2 separate regions of the Danio rerio genome follow, and region 1 is linked to region 2. A link is a contact called in public Hi-C data. All regions are on one chromosome and are shown on one strand. Each heading gives the region's core, a stretch centred on a gene start, on an enhancer-like site or on the middle of the called end of the contact. The rest is flanking DNA. Distances are from core to core; before and after follow the strand shown. Region 1 holds the start of mtss1la (MTSS I-BAR domain containing 2a). Region 2 overlaps mtss1la (MTSS I-BAR domain containing 2a).

What was found. Hi-C and Micro-C count contacts between places; a contact is called where the count stands out from the background.
Region 1: a contact with region 2 is called in a Hi-C map of embryo, with 1.6 times the contacts expected there. The contact joins the promoter of mtss1la here to the enhancer-like site in region 2. A contact is called at or near these places in 4 of 18 Hi-C or Micro-C datasets (caudal fin, embryo and skeletal muscle) and 2 of 4 datasets of contacts at active chromatin or transcription factors (caudal fin and embryo).

The regions. Positions count from the first base shown.
Region 1 is chr18:16,188,558-16,191,753 of GRCz12tu, forward strand. mtss1la (MTSS I-BAR domain containing 2a) reads right to left here and starts at 1,363. Exons shown (of 14, transcript NM_001044926.1): 1 at 1,033-1,363. The coding sequence starts at 1,245.
Region 2 is chr18:16,146,089-16,149,628 of GRCz12tu, forward strand. It overlaps mtss1la (MTSS I-BAR domain containing 2a), which reads right to left. Exons shown (of 14, transcript NM_001044926.1): 4 at 1,061-1,145. Among named protein-coding and RNA genes, the nearest start is that of mtss1la, 42 kb to the right of the region's middle. Within about 2 kb of position 1,348, at least 8 of the 62 cell types and tissues checked have an H3K27ac peak or open chromatin away from gene starts, as enhancers often do. A contact at or near this core is called in skeletal muscle, where this site is marked.

The DNA of each region.
Region 1 (3,196 bases), core at 113-2,612, 42 kb after region 2:
TATATAAATACAATAACAAGAAGTGCAAAGAAAGAAAACCACTATTTACATGTCTTATAATATAATTTCTTGTATTGATATTATCACTTCAATTTTCATATACCAAATAGTTAGAGTGAGTTTATCCACTTTTGTCGTCAGTCAAAACAAAATTCAGTCAGCTAAACTACACCCTTAATACATTAATATCAATATTTAAAGAAAAACTTTGTATAAAAGTGTAATTGTACATCACAAGCAAGTGGGAGTTTATCTGAGCTCCACATTTAAGCTCACTCTGAAGCTTTTATATCTCTGTATGAGCCATGGGTAATCCCTGCACATTAACACTGCTTTTAGAATTCATCAATATGATAGAGGCTCAACCTGAGAGATATTCTGACTGGAGTCCAAAACAGTAAACACCTTTCGCTCATTGGACAACTAATAGCTAGGCAGACATTTAGTGCAGCATTTTTAAATCTGTAAATGCTGAGGAGTCGAGGACTATGTTAAGTGAAATTAATTGGGTTAAAATAGGATTCTTTTGGTGTAAAATGTAAACTACCATAACCATTACAAACACACTTAATAACATAATAAATAAAACATAATAAAACTTGAATATCGAATGATATTTTATAATTCCGTTCAAGCTTTTAAAAATGTGGGTGGTGGCAGAGCTTTGTATTTAAAAAATCAATCAGAAAAATAATATTAATAATTTTGTACATTTATAACCCTAACTAGAAGCACAATATTTGCTAAAATGTATTTTCTCTTTTTTAGCTTAGTGTTCTACCCATTAGTTTTGTATTTATCATGAAGTAAACGCTCGAAAATATAAATGTTTAACATATTACAGGTTGTAAAAACATCTACAAAAGGATCCAATTCACATTTCACAACAAAGCCCTCCATGCTGAGACCCCCATGTCATTAATCACAGCATCAGTGGTGCAGGCAGCTGGACCCCTAATGAAAACAAAGGCAGTAAAACACAACCATCTTTTTTCTTGCTAAATATCTGCATCAATAAAGCAGAGCTGGTACCTTCATATCATTGACGATCGCCTGAAACAATCCACCTAGAGCCCCGCACTCCTTCTCCACACTCTCCATCATGTCACCGAGCCCCGGATTGTTGTTCTGCTCCCAATGAATGAACAAAAATCGGCTGGAAGAAATATTCGGATCCCCCCCGAGAAAAAAGCTGGTTGTTCTTTTCAGGGTCTGTGCTGAAAGTGGTCCATCACATCCTAACATCAAACTCTTGTTGCTTCGGGTGTAAATGTAAGCAACACGCAGCAGATGTCGGCAAAATGGAAACAACAATTGAGGCTGTCGGGTGGCTCTGTGCCCGTTATCCAGGCGGTGATGAAGGCTGGGGTCAAAAGATCCGCTTCTCCCCTCCCAACCACCCAGTTTAGGATACAGAAGACGACTGGTGTTTCATGCTGACACTCTGTGCTGTCAAATGCGAGAGGTTTCGGCTCAAACACTGCAAGTCAGAACGCGAATTTAGGATGAAATACGGAGTCGAGTGATGCGGTGAAAGACGGACGTGATATTCGATCCACCAGGTTGGTGGGCGGGATCTGAGGGAATGGGGGCGGGGCCTATAGGGTAGACATATGGCAAGTTTGTGTGTATGTGTGTGTGCGTGTGTGGGGAGAGGACAATTGAATGGAGGGTTTTTAAAGTAGCTTTAATGTGTCTTTGTGTTGCAGGGACAAAGTTAACAGCACAGCTGCCACTGCAGGCCATTAAATGGACAGTGCACTTTTTTTAACCCTTTAGCTGTTGCTGCAAAAAAAGTTTACAAATATAAAAGAAATGTCATTTTTTTGTGGAATTTTTGAGAAAAAGGGAGGAAAACAAAGTTTGTGTTAAATGACATGATTATAATTATTATACTTAACTAACATTAAAATCTAAACTAAAACAACACATTTATACTGGATTTATGGGGAAAAGTACCTTTGAACTTTGTAATGTTTTAATAAAAATTTTCATTAATATGATGAACTAAAATAAATCAAATCTAAAGGAAACATTGATAAAAGGAAATATTTCTTTTGAAATATTTAAACTAAAAACAACAACAATCCCACAAACACTAAAAAAACTACAAAATATTATTTAAAAATGTTTGGTATGCCAAAATAACTTTGGATATACAAACTGCATAGATTTGTTGGCTGCACATCCATGATACGAACCTCCCGTTCCACCACATCTCAAAGGTGCTCTATTGGATTGAAATTGGTCACTGTGGAGGTCATTTGAGTACATGTCATGTTCAAGAAACCAGTCTGAGATGATTTGCTCTTTATGACATGGCGCGCAATCCTGCTAGAAGTAGTCATCAAAAAATGGGTGCACTGTCATCATGAATGGGTGGACATGGTCAGCATCAATACTCAGGTAGGCTGTGGCATTGACACAATGCTCAATTGAAACTAATAGGCCTAAAGTGTGCCAAGAAAATATCCCCCACACCATTACACCACCACCAGCAGCCTGAACCATTGACACAAGGTAGGATGGATCCATGCTTTCATGTTGTTGAAGCCAAACTCTGACCCTACCATCTGAATGTCGCAGCAGAAATCGAGACCCATCAGACCAGGCAATGTTTTTCCAATCTTCTATTGTCCGTCTTTGTTGTGTCTATGTGAATTGTTGCCTCGGTTTCCTGTTCTTGGCTGACAGGAGTGGCACCCGGTGTGGTCTTCTGCTGCTGTAGCCCATCTGCCTCAAGGTTCAATGTGTTGTGCGATCCCTTCTGCATATCTCGGTTGTAACGAGTGGTTATTTGAGTTCCTGTTGCCTTTCTTTCAGCTTGAACCAGTCTGGCCATTCTTCTCTGACCTCTGGCATCAACAACATTTATGTCCACAGAACTGACACATACTGGATATTTTCTCTTTTTCGGACCACTCTCTGTAAACCCTAGAGATGGTTGTGCATCATAATAGCAGTAGATCAGCAGTTTCTGAAATAATCAGACCAACCTGTTTGGCACCAACAACCATGCCACATCCTGATGCCCCATTCTGATGCTTGGTTTTAACTGCAGCAGATCGTCTTGACCATTTATACATGCCTAAATACATTGAGCTGCTGCCATGTGATTTGTCTGATAAGAAATTTGCGTTAACAAGCAGTTTGACAGGTGTACTTAAGTGGCTGATGAGTGTAGATTGATAAGATT
Region 2 (3,540 bases), core at 98-2,597:
CTAGGGCATTTTTAAATCATAGCTAGCATTCATATTGGGCTTCTGGCCTGTTTTAGAAAAAAAAATTTAAAAAAAGTTTAATGAAATCTAAAGTGTGCAGTCTGAAAGCACCAGTGATGCCTTGTGTAAAGAGATTTCCAGCTACGTGCAATGGGGAACATAAAGAGATAAATAACCAATGGCGAACTTAAAATTATGAAAAACGCTAGAGGAAAGGCAAATTTCTGGTCAACTTTTCAAATAGTGACAACTTTAAATGATGAGCCAACTGGTTATGCACAATGCACAACTTGTAATTGAGTAAATTCAATGTGGACCACATGCCGCTTGGATATTGATGTTACTTATACAGTTAAATCTTACATTATAATAAAATAAGCTATTCTGATAAAAACAAAAACAAAACAAAAAAACCATCAAATTTCAATTAAATACAAATCCGGTCTATGGTTGTAACAGTAAGAATAAACAGTCTTTGTGTCGGACTCAGGCCAAAAACTGATGAGCTGTTGGAAAAGAGCAAGACTACAGCCTGTGTGTCTCGGGCCAGGGCCGGGCTAGGGCTTAGATTTAAGGCCTGTGCAGTGCTCTAAGGTAAATTAAGCCATGCTAAGCGTTTTTCATGTTGTGTTTTAAAACGTCCTATAAAAACAATATATTAGAATCATTTCTGAAGAATCATGTTTAACAAGGAAGACGAAGTGATACTGCAAACTAAGCTTGCCATCCCAGAAATAATTTATAGTTAACACATCCCCATTTGTGTTCCACAGAATAAGTAAAACCATAACTAATTTGAAATGATCAGGAGAGTAAATGTGCATTTCCGAGCAAACTGTTTCTTTAAGGTCAGCATCTGAAATCCATGAGCTAATTCGGTCTCTCTGAAGACGACGGGCGCTTTAAAGCCTCTGAGCAGGTTGATTGATCTATGGATGTTTGCTTATCTCTGCAGTGGAAAATCAATAACTGGCAGAGACATAAAATCCTGTCTGTGCGTCTGACTGGCGGGGAGTGAGGCATGAAAGTGATCACGCCATTGCATGGGTCGATCACTCACTTGGTGAAGTGGCGCAGTTTGGCTTCGATGCTGCGGTGTCGCATGCACATCCGGGTCAAAGCCGAGCCGATATCCCTGGTGGCACCTGAGAAAGAGACAAATGAATGAGCTGAATATGAAATATGAACTTCTTGCAGATTTAAAGTATGACAATGACAGTTTAACAATTAAAAACAACCCAAGTTTATCAAAGTGCTCAAAAAAAATCAAGTTACTGTACTGTATGTGGTGCAAAATAAGTTGTTTGAAACATAAAGCCTGAAGATATATACATGGCCACAAGGGGGCAGCTTTATCAGAAGCACAAAAGCAAGTCCATTAAAGAAAACAAGCATGCACTTAGTCTGTAAAAAGAACGATAATTGCACCATATTCACAAGAGACAGATCTTCAAAGGCCGCAAATAGAACACTTCCCAAACTGAATGACTCTGATCCATCATGGAGTGTGCACTCGCTTGGTGACCTTGAGGACAATTACTTAGCGGTGTTAACTTTCCTCTCCGGCCAAGTGTAATTAAAATGGGGTCTTAAGCTATAAAGACCAGCCGGCCTTGGCCTGAACACAACCAGCATTGCAGCCAGAGCTGATGAGATTGAACTCTGATGCAATGAGGGTCAGTAGAAGGGCCAAAGTCTCTACTTAAAGGGTTCATGTGCCAGTGGATGTAAGGGGAGATATATGTGATAGATTATGATGGGAATCAAAAATAATGGATTAATTCTGGTTTTTACTCCACTGTATGTGGTTTCTTAATTCATCCACTAAAGATTATTTTAAATGCTAAATGAGGACATAGTTTGCATATGTTGTTAGAAAATCCTTGCAAAACATTTGTTGGCATGAATGACTTTTTTTTAAAAGGCAGAATTAATGCAATCCAATGCTAAGTCTTTGCTAATAATATATATAAACAATTGTTGTTTAATATTAAACCAAGCAAAGCAAAATGTGGCAATCTATTGCATTTTATATATTCGATTGATTAAAATCAAATTGTCAAGAATCATTCGTTTGGGAATCAGACTCTACACATGCTGTGTTACTTCACTGAAAAGAACCACATCATTCGTATGGAACTGGGCTGTGCTGGTTTTCGATTCAGTAAAAAGAATTTTCTAGTGAATCAGACTACAGTAGTTCCTCTGTATGTTTTTGATTCACTAAAAATAAAATTTTCATAGGTGTCATTAGAATCAGACTGCAGTGGCTACTCTATATGTTTATGATTCACTAAACCTATTTTAATTAGAGTCATTTGCTTCTGAATCAGACTACAGTGCCTCATCTGTACACTTCTGATTCACTAAAAGAATCTTTTGGTTAGAGTCATTTGCTAGTGAGTCATACTGCAGTGGCTCCTCTGTAGGTTTCTGATTCTCTAAAAAGAATCTTTTGGCTAGAGTCATTTGCTAGTGAATCAGACTGCAGTGGCACCTCTATGTTTTTGATGCACTAAAAATAATATTTTCCTAAGATACAGCAATAGCTCCTCTGTATGTTTTTGATTCACTAAAAAGAACCTGTTCCTTGAAATCATTTGTTTAAGAACTGGACTTCATTGGATGTGCTTTATATTTCTGATTAAATAAAAAGAACCTGTTCAGTAATCTAGTAAACAAACCAGTAACTGCAGAAAGGCATGATTATTTATACAACAAAAAGAACTGATTTATTAGAATCATTTGATCAAGAGACGGATTATATTGTTTGCTCTGTATGTTTTTGATTCACTGTAATAAAGAAAAACATCAGCTCATTGTAGTGATTCATTTGAGAGTGGTGGAACCTCTGAAAACGCATTATTGCAACATCAGAATTTCATCCATATCAGCAGATCAATGTGTGCTGCTGGAGATCCACTAATGGTTTATGTCATATCTGAAAAGATTTTTTTAAAAGTGATGATTATGTCAGAGTGTTTATACACCAAAAATAAATGTGTGTGTGCGACGAGAAATGGGAGCAGTCCAGAAGAACAGCCCTCCATCTCTCTTTCCAGGTCCAAAGGGAAAAGGAGTGAACCCGGTAAAGGGATATCCCTCCATTCTTCCACTCTGTATCTGCCTTTCCTGTCTGCTCATGTTTCCTAAACACCATTATTACAGGAGAGAATGGGAGAGGCCGGCAATAACCTGCCCTCCTGTAACCACACACACACACACACACACACACACACACACACATGAATGAACCGAAAATGTTCAAAACAAACAGCCTCCCACATGAAAACTCACTGCAAAGAGGCACTTCAGCTCAAACACGACAACAAGTATACACAGAGTTTGTCAAACCAGTAATATTTTACTACCAATAATATACTATTTTAAGTTTTTGCTAACATTTTTATTTTAATTTGTTACAGTTTTAGTAATTTTATTGTGTTGAAATAATTCATTGTCTTGTCGGCTTAGTCCCTATATTAATCCAGGGTCGCCACACCGGAATGAACTGCCAACTTATCCAGCAAGTTTTTTTTT